2 separate regions of the Mus musculus genome follow, and region 2 is linked to region 1. The links are chromatin contacts, called in public promoter capture Hi-C maps. All regions are on one chromosome and are shown on one strand. The core of a region is the stretch at or near the end of the contact, and the rest is flanking DNA. Distances in the headings are between cores, read along the strand shown. Region 1 holds the start of Tbpl1 (TATA box binding protein-like 1). Region 2 holds the start of Enpp3 (ectonucleotide pyrophosphatase/phosphodiesterase 3).

Region 1 (5,478 bases), core at 1,555-4,054:
CACAGATATACCCACAACATTTTTCATCAGACTATTTTTCATCTTAAGAAAAACATGTAGAAACCACTTCTGCACTTCCTTCAAAATTGCAAAATGTAATTTTTGTCAAATATTCAGACGTAAAATGGTAAGATAGGTGTTGAAAACAGCTTTAGACCAAGAATTACAAAAAAATAAATAAATAAAATTGTGTTCTGTTTATAACACACAATGGGGTCTGTAATATCTTTTTATCACCAAAAGTTACTGTCCATAGTAACAGTAGTACCACAAGGGCTTCTAAACACACCATTTATGAAGAGCTCAAGTATTTTCACAAGCTTTATTTCAATACAATCTTTTGAGTCAGAATGAATTTGAAGCTTAGCAGTTATCCTGAAATATAGAACATCTGACATGTCCACTCCAATTCTTCCACCAAAAAGGGTTCATATGACAATTCAACCAAGCACCATTAATGAAAAACATATATAAGCCTAGAGCATGTGCTGAAAGCTCCCTAAAGCAGGAAAAAAAAACACCTCAAAAAACCAAAAAGTATAAAAAAAGCACTTGTGATCAGGATACAATTAAGAGAACATGGAGTTCTGGGGCTAATACCATGGAAAGCCGAAAGTAGATTAATGAAAGTTAGATGCTAGAATTGACCCGTATTCAGGGACCACATGAGACTGCGGTCTCAGCAAACAGTCCAGGTGAAGTAAGACTAAAGGCAGCGCTGATGTGCGGGGAGCTCCTTATGATCCACACTGTGAAGAAGTCCCACGACAGTGGATGATCACCAAGCAGCCTCCACAGAACAGCCATATAAAAATAAGAAGCAAAGTCTCACCCTGGCTTCTAAAGTACTTTTTCATCTCAAGAGTTTTAAAACCTAATTTGATTCCAATGTTCAACTCTCCAGTTCTTTTAAAGGGAAGCCGCTCATCTTCTTGTCAACCTGGAAGTACTTCAGCTAACAACACTGGACCCCAGAGTCCCAGTTGGAAGCTTAAAATGAAACACAGGACTTTTTAAAATGTACCCTGCCTGGCTCCTCTTCACGAAACAACACAGCACTAGATCATTACAGCTCCTGGCACTCGTTTTGGGAGCACAAACTATACAAGAGGACTGGCAGTAACGGTGACATCCTTTTGCTTAGGAGAAGCAACTGAACCTGTGGTTGACATGTTGTCTATGTGATTATCAATCCTGTTTGCATCATTAATCTTCAACTGTATGAAAAGCCTTGCTCCTACTGACCATAAAAATGTTATCACCGTAGAACGTAACCTTTCCGGACCACAGACATACTTCACTTACTGATGGGAAGTTCAGTTTTGTTTTGTTTTTTGAGACACGTACTATTATACCCCTAAGCAGGCCTTGGACTCACGTTCTCCTGCCTCAGCCTCCCAGAGGCTGGGATCCCAGGCATGTGCCACCACACCCAACCTAATATGGTTTAGCAAAGTATAAAACCAGTGGTCTGTGATGCAAGGCTTTAGAACACAAACTGATGAATATTTCACGGGGCGTATCCAAACCCTAAATAATTCTTTCAATCAGACAGTGCTAAAAGTCACTTCTTGATTTGAACGGACTGCTGTTTTCTCAAACTTGGAAAGAGACTGCAAATTCTAGCCAGAAGATTGAATGCCCTCCTTATTTACATTTCCCTTTTTCAATTACCTAAGGGAATCTGTTATGGCTTCACACACAAGTCGCAATTCTAAGCCATTCTTCTTAACCACAAGTATGCCAAGCTCACACTAGTCACTGCCAGTCTCGCTCTGCAGGTGACAGATGCAGTAAAGCTCACAGATGTGGACTGGCTGCAGCTTGACACTCGGTGCAATGTACACCCTGGCAGAGCCTGCAGATGCACAGCTAGCTCAGCAAAGGGAGTGTTTTCTATTTCAGTCATTTCCCATTTTATATACTTCTAGGACCCGTCCAGACGATTATGAAGCGATTACCGCCCCCCACCTTCCCACCTCTCATCCCTGCTCAACCCTATTCACAATTCATTTCTATCTTCCCGCGTTCCAGATCCTTCTTGCCGAAGCTTAATTCGGCCACTACTATTATTATAGAGTGGGGCTCCCGGCAAGTGCCAGAAGCGAGAGGCGCCGGCGCCGCTATTTAGGGGAGCCTTCGCGCAGCTGCTCCAAGTTTTCCGAGAAGCCACCGACCCCTCGCTTAGTGTCACGGTCCCTCTTTCCCCCGGGAGCGGGCTCCAGAACCCGGTCCATCCCTGCCCGCCTTCCACCGCGAGGCAGGCGCGCCCCACCCCCACCCCGTTATCCCTACTGGGATGCCCGAGCCGCTTGGCCCGTCCTCTCCACTAGCCGGTGGCCCGCGGCGCTCCCGTGCTCGGGTCCCCGCCTCGCACAGCTTCCCCGCAGCCCAACCGGCGCGGAGACGCCCCGCGGCAGCTCCAGGCCCCGCGGGCCCCGCACCCCCATCCCCGGACCGCCGACGGGGTTACCGTGGGAAGACGGGGCGGTCGTAAAGGACACGGCGGCAGCGCTGCTGCTGGTTGCGTCGGACGCGGAGAAGAAGCTGGAGGACAAGGATGAAGATAAAACGGGTCCGCTCCCCAGTCTCCATGGAACTCCCGCCCAGGCCCGTTGCTAGGAGCCCCCCAAGGCTCGAGCTCGGTTTCTCGCTTTGTTGTTCCGGGTACAGGGCGGCCGCCGCTTCCCCCGCGACAATAAATAGACTAGACGCACGGGGGCATAGAGGCGGCACGAGGCGGCTAGAGCGCCGCCGGACCCAGGAGCTCCGGGGATCCCGGCTAGCCACTCACTTCCGGTTCTCGCTGCTCCCCTCTCCGCCCCAACCCCTAGCTCCTTCCGCCTTCCCGAAGCCGCTGGCGAAGTCCTCCTCCTGCCCGCGGGCTGGGCGAGGCGGAAGTGGCCGGAGGGCGCTGGGTACCCGGGCTGCGCTTCCCTGAGCTCGCCCGCCCGGGGTGGATTTGAAGCCCCCGGTTTATTTTCCAGCTCCTCGTTGGCGAGCAGCATGACACAAATGGGCTTTCATTTTCCTGTAAACCAGAACTGTGCCTGGCACCCAACCGCCTGTACCGACGAGCTCAGCTAGCAGCCACTGGGCCCTTAGTCGTGACCCCGGGGTGACGGGGATCCCGGCCTTACTCATCGAGGGCCCCCGGCGGCGTGGCGGGAGCAACAGGGCTAGCAGGACGCTGGCGACGCACACTCGCTGGCTTGAACGGCCGCACCGGGCGGAGTGCGCCCTCGGGATGGCTTGGGCCGTGCTGCCCGAGGAGCGAGGCTCATAACGGCCGGAGCGCAGCCGCCCGCGCGACCCAGCTCTTGCCCTTGTGGGCTCGCTCTGGCCGGTGGTGGAGGCCAGCGGGTTAAAGGTCACGTGAGCCGTTTCCTTAGGTGGCTTGGCCTCTGACTGGAGCCACTTGGCCTTTTGAGAATGACTTAGACTGTCATCACAGGGTTTAGACGTGCACACCTAGTAGGGAAGTTTAAGTATTTGAGGGATAGCCAAGGATGCCTCTTTATCTCTCCTCCCTACTCTTAAAGTGTGAAAACGCGCGCACAACACACACACACACACACACACACACACACAGCGCACTCGAACGTTTTAAAGCCCTGAAGGACAGATTTGCTTCAGTTCTCACTTTTATTTATTTATTTTTTTGAGCAATATTAAATAGGTGTACTTTGTGTGGGATAGGACGAACAAGAAGCTGGGTGAGAAAGTCATGCCTATGGTGACTGATTTTGACAGATTTAGAAGGGATGGCCCTGAGAGGAGAGGAAAAGAGGATGTTGTGGTCTGGCTACACTGGGGCTGGCTACACTGGGGCGTGGAGGTGTTAATAGGAATAGGGCATGGCGAGTATAGCTAGGAGAAAGTGACAAGATAAAGTTGGAGGGGAACGAAGACCCAAACTCATCTGCACCTTGCAGACAGGAGTTTGGATTCTCTCCCAAATGGAGAGCAACGGGGTATGGTTTAAAAAACAACAACAAAAAAAAAAAAAACAAAAAAAAAACAAAAAACAAAAAACCGATAACCAGAAAAAGCTCTATTTTTAGGGGCTACTGCCCTGTTTAGAAGGCAATTTTACAACAATGGCGACTGATTCTAAGGTCTTTGATACTTTCCTTCAGGCAGCCCAGCAGGATACCTGGAAAGTGCCCTCTACTTTGGGCTGCCTTTTGTTATAGCCAAGGAGCCTTCCTTATAGAATTGGATATAGTTGGCTTGCAAGTTCCACTTGCTGTGGTGCTGGTTTTGATTGTTAGCTGATTGGATTATTCTTTCACCCTAGATGATTAGTAAAGTGCACTTTTAAGTGTTCTCTGCGATGATAGCACCTTCAGAGACAACTGGATTGCTCTCAGTAGAGCCATTACAGTATGACAGCATTGTTACATGGAAATGAAAGGTAGGTGAGGCCCGCTGGGAAGAAGTAGGTCATGGGTGTGTCTTTAGCTGACATTGCTTGCCCTGATCCCTGCTTTCCCATTTCTTCCTGGAGGGTGATGGGAACTCTTGCTCCATGAACTACTAGCCATGATGGACTGGTACCTTAAACTAAACATCTTACTAACACTGTAGCACTGACAGCTAAAGAGGCAAGAGTTTTAGTTGACTTCACTGTAAAGTGGCCGTTCTCAACCTTCCTAATGCTGAGACCCTTTAATACAGTTCCTTATGTTGTGGTGACCCCCAACCAAAACATTATTTTCACTGCTATTGCATAACTAGTTTTGCTACTGGTATGAATCTTAATGTAAATATTTTTTCCAAAGAAGTTTGCTAAAGGGGATTAGCCCACAGATTGAGACATGCTACTATTAGTCAAGAACTGATGGACACTGACACCCTATTCATCCCAGACCAGACAGACTAGCGAGCCTCAGTGGTAAGAGTTCTGCAACTGCAAACGTAACATAGAAGCCATGATGGCAATATTGACTGTCAGCTTGGTGAGGATTAGAGTCTCGTAGGAGGCAGATATCTGTGCACAACTGTGAGGTAGTTTCTAGATTGGGTTAACTGAGACGGAACAGAAAAATGTGGGTTGACACCATTCTACACCCTGGCAACCTGGACTGAGCAAAAGGGAGAGAACTGGCTGGGTGCTAGCGATCATCCTTCTCTGCCTCCCGCCTGTGGATGTGATGTGACTAGCTGCCTCATGCTCCTGTCATATGCCTCTCATCATCATAGGGTGTACCCTCAAATGCCTAAACAACCAGCCCAGATAAACCCTACTTTCCTTCCTTTTGTTGGGGTTTTGTTGAGAAGAGTAATTCGTACCCAGGCTAAAATAACTACAAGCTGTTCCAGTTAACAATGAAGTAAGACTGAAATGTAAAGAGACATGGTGAAATTTTTAACAATTTAATATCATAATTTTTATGTATAAAAGCACTTATACACAGTGTCTTAGTAACTTAATAAAACCTACATAAATGTACCCTTTACTACAGACATTTTAAG
Region 2 (5,478 bases), core at 1,552-4,051, 2.1 Mb after region 1:
GAAAGAACATTAGCTGTTAAGCCTAGGTGCAGAGTCCAGGAACCACAGATATCCCTACCAGACTTATCAGAAAGCACTAAAGCCAGCGTTGGTCAACTCCTTACAGTAAATTTGGTGCGTTATAGATTTACAGATTAATATATTCTGACCTACACCTTTTCTTTTGTGGGTTTTTTTTTTCTGTTTAAATTTTCTAAGGACAGTATCTGTCTGTCCTTATGTTTTAAAATTTTGTAATGTTAAAATTTATATTTTTCATGGTTTTGTATTTATTCCCTGTGTTTATGCTTGCCTTCCTTCCTTCCTTCCTTTTTTTTTTTTTAAAGAATTACTTATTTTATTTAAATGAGTCCACTGTAGCTGTCTTCAGACACACCAGAAGAGGGCATCGGATCCCATTTACAGATGGTTGTGAGCCACCACGTGGTTGCTGGGAATTGAACTCAGCAGCCAGTGAGTGCTCTTAACCCCTGAGCCATCTCTCCAGGCCTCCTTTCCTTTCATTTAATGTGTACTTTATTTAAAGCTTCTTACCTTATGCTGAATACAAACTAGGAAAAATGTTCTAGATTCAGAACATCATTCTGAAACATGTAGAGCCCAACATTTGGTTTCAGCTTGTCTAAATAAAGTATAGGAGGGATGTGTAGAGATCTGTAAGTGTGTTATTTTTCAGTTTTGTTCTGTTGTTTGCTTTTTGAGATCAGCCCAGCCAGCCTTAAACTCAGTATGTAGCTGACCCTACTGCCTCTACCTCCTAAGTATTATAATTACAGGTTTGTACCATGATACCCACTGAAACCTTTAAAGTTTTCACTGAAACTTAAAAGAAAGAAAGAAATGGAACAATTAGAGTCCTTTTCCAGATACGATTTTAAAACAGTGAACTTCCGCCGGGCGTGGTGGCCCATACCTTTAATCCCAGCACTCGGGAGGCAGAGGCAGGCGGATTTCTGAGTTTGAGGCCAGCCTGGTCTACAAAGTGAGTTCCAGGACAGAGAAACCCTGTCTCAAAAAACAAAAAACAAGCAAACAAACAAACAAACAAACAAAAAAGTGAACTTCCTTATAAGGGAGAAGAAGCCAGATAGTGGTAGCACACGCTTAGGAGGCAGAAGCAGGTGGATTTCTGAGTTCGAGGTCAACCTGGTCTATAGAATTCCAGGACAGCCAGGGCTACACAGAGAAACCCTGTCTCGGAACCACCCCCAATCCCTACCCCAAAATAAGGAAGAAGAAAATGTGCTAGAAAGAGTAAATGTCTATATCCTTGGGCCAGAGAGCTACCCTCCTTCAGTTCAGTGTTTACATTATAAACACAAGGACCCAGATCATCAGGGTGGGGCCTGTCCATTTGCACAGCTGCAGAAGGCCCAGGAGCATCCTCAAGGCTCCAGGGCCAGCATAATTATGCTAATCCACAAGCCCCAGGCCCCATTGAAACCCAGTGTCTCTAGAGAAAGAGTAGGAAGTGTCCTGGGGAAAGAAACCTGAGCCTGTGTGCCTGCCCACAGGTGCCTCAGGAAGAAAAAGAAAAGAACAATCTAAAAATACATTTAGGACCCAGATTTAGCTCCCAAGGGGTTTGATTCCTTGAGTGACAAACTAAGACAAAGGTAAGGGCAAGAAAGCCGCAAGGAGGGCTGTGTAAGTCCTGGAAAGATAAACTCTGAGGAGCTACTGAGGATTTGTTGTCCTCACGGGTCATAGCTACAAACTGCTTGACCTTTCTTGGGAAACAGAAAGGAGAGCTGACATATGTTAGCCCGAGGAATCTGAGAGCAGCTGCAGCCAGCCAGATGTGAAAAAAAATACTGCATTTGGTTTTGGCTGGAGGTGCTGGGTGAGTAGTCAGGCAGGAGACATCCAAAAAGAAGTCGGAGATGATGGTGGCTTGGGTTGGGGGAAGGTATCATTTAACATCTCAGGGGAACACACAGATTGCCTAAAGAAAAGATCACTGGGTAAGAAGGATGTAGAGTGAGGTCTTGAGTAACATTCAATGAAGATAAAGATAAGTCCGTCAAAAAGCAAGTATGTCTTGGAAACGAGCGTTTCAAGATTATCCAGGAAGCAGGGGGAGAGAACGTTTTAAAAAAGAAAGAAAAAGATAAAACCCTCAACAACATTCATGTATTGTTAGGGACATTCAGATAGGAAACAGGGGAGGGGGGTGGATTAGTCTCTAAAGGAGCACTTAATTCATATGGGGGGGGGGAACAGAGCAAAGTGAGGAAGGAAGCAAAAGAAGTAATCTCCACATGGTAAATAAACAGAATGAAATGTTGATAAAGATCAACAGATCCTTAAGACGTATGTGTCAAGTGATTTCAGTTGCTAAATTCTTGCTCGTACAGTATTCGTACCAGTCAAAAATTGCTTGCGCTCTAATTATAAACACGTGGAAAACAAAATCAGTCCAGCACGGTCTCAGATTTCTGTCAGAAATGCTGGACACAATAACTTAGCATTCTAACCTAAATTGCAACACAAACAAACCTAATGCTGGACACAATTACTTCACATTCTGACTTAATAGCGACACAAGCAAGCCTAAGTGGGAAGGCAGGCACTTCAATCTGCCACCAAGCTTGTAAGACTAAAATGAACAGTTTTGCTTACCACACAAAGGATCTTGTATTTCTTGAGACTGTCTTTCTTAATGGGCTCCTCTGTGGCTAATGCTAGCCTGGAATCCATTGTTCCCGTAGCTGTGTAAACCTGTCTAGCCAGAAAATAAGGCTCTTTCTTCCCTCTGGGGAGGGAAAAAGGAACTGTCCTGCCTGCCCCAGCTGTGACTGACTTTTAAATCCGGGAGAAAAGCAGAGCTCTGTAGCGATTGGTCAATTGAAGAGGGAAAAGCCTTGTTAACAAACAGCGTTGCCCACAGAATAAAGTCCATTTCTCTCTCGGACATTGTGGACAGCAGTTCTTTACAGCTTTAGAAGTAATAATGCATACTAATCGGGATATGTAGATAGCAAGAATAGAATATTAATCACACTTATAAAAAGCTACTCATTTGTTTTGTTTTTGTCTGTGGAAAGAACTTGTGTCACTTCTTATCTCCTAAGCACCAGGATTACATCATGTGTCCCCCAATTTACAAATTGCTGGGAACTGAATCCATGGCTTCATACCAGCTGAGCTCCACCCCAGCTCGGTTGCTTTCTGGGTTTTGTTTCTGTTTGTGTGTTTGGCAGTATCATATACCATGTTAGTCAGAGTGGTTTTCCAAGCCCTCCTATCTCAATCTTCCAAAGGCTGACAAGAAGCCCTGTACAGGGAGTTTGTACATCCATATAGATGTCATGCTGCAGTTGCAAGCTAGTACATTTATTAAAGGACTGGAGGACTGGAGAGACAGCTCAGCAGTCATGAGCTCTTGCTTGCTTCTGCAGAGAAAGTTCAGATCTCAGCACCTCTGTCAGGCTGCTCAGCAGTTCCAGCTCCGGGGACCCGATTTCCTCCTCTGTCCTCCAAGGCCCCCTGCACTCATACACACACACACACCCCGCCCCCAACATACACACACACACACAATATACATTAAGTAATTAAAACAAAATAAAATGTGTTTGATTATAATAGAAATTCTGAAACTACTATAAAGATTTTTTTAATTATGAGAGGAGTGTATCTTACATTTTAGAATGTCTACAGTTTAAGAATTATTTTAAAGCAAACGACAAAATAGTATGTGTGGTGGTTTGATAGGAAGGGCTCCCATAAGCTTATATATTTGAGTGCTTAGTCACCAGAGAGTGGCGCTATTTCTAGGAATCAGATGGATTAAGAGGTGTAGTCTTGTTGGAAAAAGTGTGTCCCTTGAGGGTGGGATTTGAAGTTTCAAAAGTCCACTGTCTCCTCCCCCTCTTCCCCCACCCCCCTCTCTCTCAGTCTCAGTAGATAGATGGAGAAATAAATAGATAGATAGGTAGGTAGATAGATAGATAGATAGATAGATAGATAGATAGATAGATAGATAGATAGATAGAGGGATGGATAGATATATTCCTACCTATGGATCAGGATGCAAAACTCTCCAAAGCTACTTCTCCAGTACTGTCCAGTACTGTCTTCTCCAGTACTGTGCTCCCAGGCAAGATGATAATAGACTAACCTTCAAAAATATACCTAAGTCCACACTTACATGTTTTCTCTGATAAAAGTTGCCTTGGTCATAGTGTCTCTTCACATTGATAGACTAAGATACTATGTTTTCACTGTTTTTTGCATTATATGGTATTTTGTTAGGGTTCTCTAGAATCACAGAACTTATGGGTAGTCTCTATATAGGAAGGGAATTTGTCTGTAGTCCAACTCCCCAACAATGGTCAGCAGCAGCTATGAATGGAAGTCCAAGGCTCTAACAGCTACTCAGTCCCACAAGGCAAGCAGTCAAAGAAAAGAGTCTTCCTTCTTCCAATGTCCACAAATTGGAATCCAGCAGAAGGTGTGGGGTGTGGACCAGATTAAAGGTGTGTACCACCAAGCCTGGATCTGGGACTTGCTTTATTCCAGATGATCTTGAACTCAGAGCTCTCCCTGCCTTACTCTCCTGGGATTCATAGCCACTATGCCTCAAGATCTCCATGCCAAGTGTTGGGAGCTATTAAGACAACACTATTGTCCTGATCTCTGAATTGGGCCTCCCCCCCCCAGAAGAAAAGGGGGTCAAAAGCAGGCCACCGACACATCGCTCTGAGAACAACCACAGATTGTTCCAGCCCTAAATCAGCGCCGGATGTCCTGACCTCAAGATGTACCCTGATACCTCCAAGTTCCTGCTTGCTTCCCCGTGTAGTCGCCAAAAGAAAAATTTCCGCTGCCCCATCCCTCCTGCTGAGAAGTACTTCCTCTTTTTCTGCTGCCCCATCCCTCCTGCTGAGAAGTACTTCCTCTTTTTCTGCTGCCCCATCCCTCCTGCTGAGAAGTACTTCCTCTTTTTCTGCTGCCCCATCCCTCCTGCTGAGAAGTACTTCCTCTTTTTCTGCTGCCCCATCCCTCCTGCTGAGAAGTACTTCCTCTTTTTCTGCTGCCCCATCCCTCCTGCTGAGGTGCATTTCCGCTGCCCCATTCTTCCTGCTGAGAAGTACTTCCCCTTTTGCTTGTGCATTTAAACCTTGAGCCTTGCTAATACAGTGAGACCTTGATGTTACTCAGACTGCTTCCATGTGTCGTTCATTGCACAAGGTTCTCGCCTCTCTCTACCCCCCATTTGGTTCTTAGGAGAAGGTCCCCTTGAGACCCTCGAATAACTTGACCTGCTGGACGGGTCAGACAAGATCCAGGTCAGAAACTTGTATCTCCCAGCCTCAAGATCACAGGTGAGCCTTCTAATTCTAGATTGTAGTTCATTCCAGATATAGTCAAATTGACAAACAGAAATAGCCACTACTACAGTATTAAGTAGCTTTCCAAGTAGGAAGGAGTTGGACTGGACCAAGTTTTATTAAGTCTCCTTACCCACTGGGC

What was found. Promoter capture Hi-C pulls out the DNA fragments that hold promoters and counts their contacts.
Region 2: a promoter capture Hi-C map of liver shows a contact between it and region 1, with 4 times the contacts expected there. The contact joins the promoter of Enpp3 here to the promoter of Tbpl1 in region 1. A contact is called at or near these places in 2 of 39 promoter capture datasets (hippocampal neurons and liver).

Annotation. Positions count from the first base shown.
Region 1 is chr10:22,728,643-22,734,120 of GRCm38.p6, forward strand. It overlaps Tbpl1 (TATA box binding protein-like 1), which reads right to left and starts at 2,805. Exons shown (of 7, transcript NM_011603.5): 1 at 2,474-2,805. It overlaps Mir7663 (microRNA 7663), which reads right to left and starts at 790; the gene lies at 730-790.
Region 2 is chr10:24,833,394-24,838,871 of GRCm38.p6, forward strand. Enpp3 (ectonucleotide pyrophosphatase/phosphodiesterase 3) reads right to left here and starts at 2,802. Exons shown (of 25, transcript NM_134005.2): 1 at 2,623-2,802. The coding sequence starts at 2,700.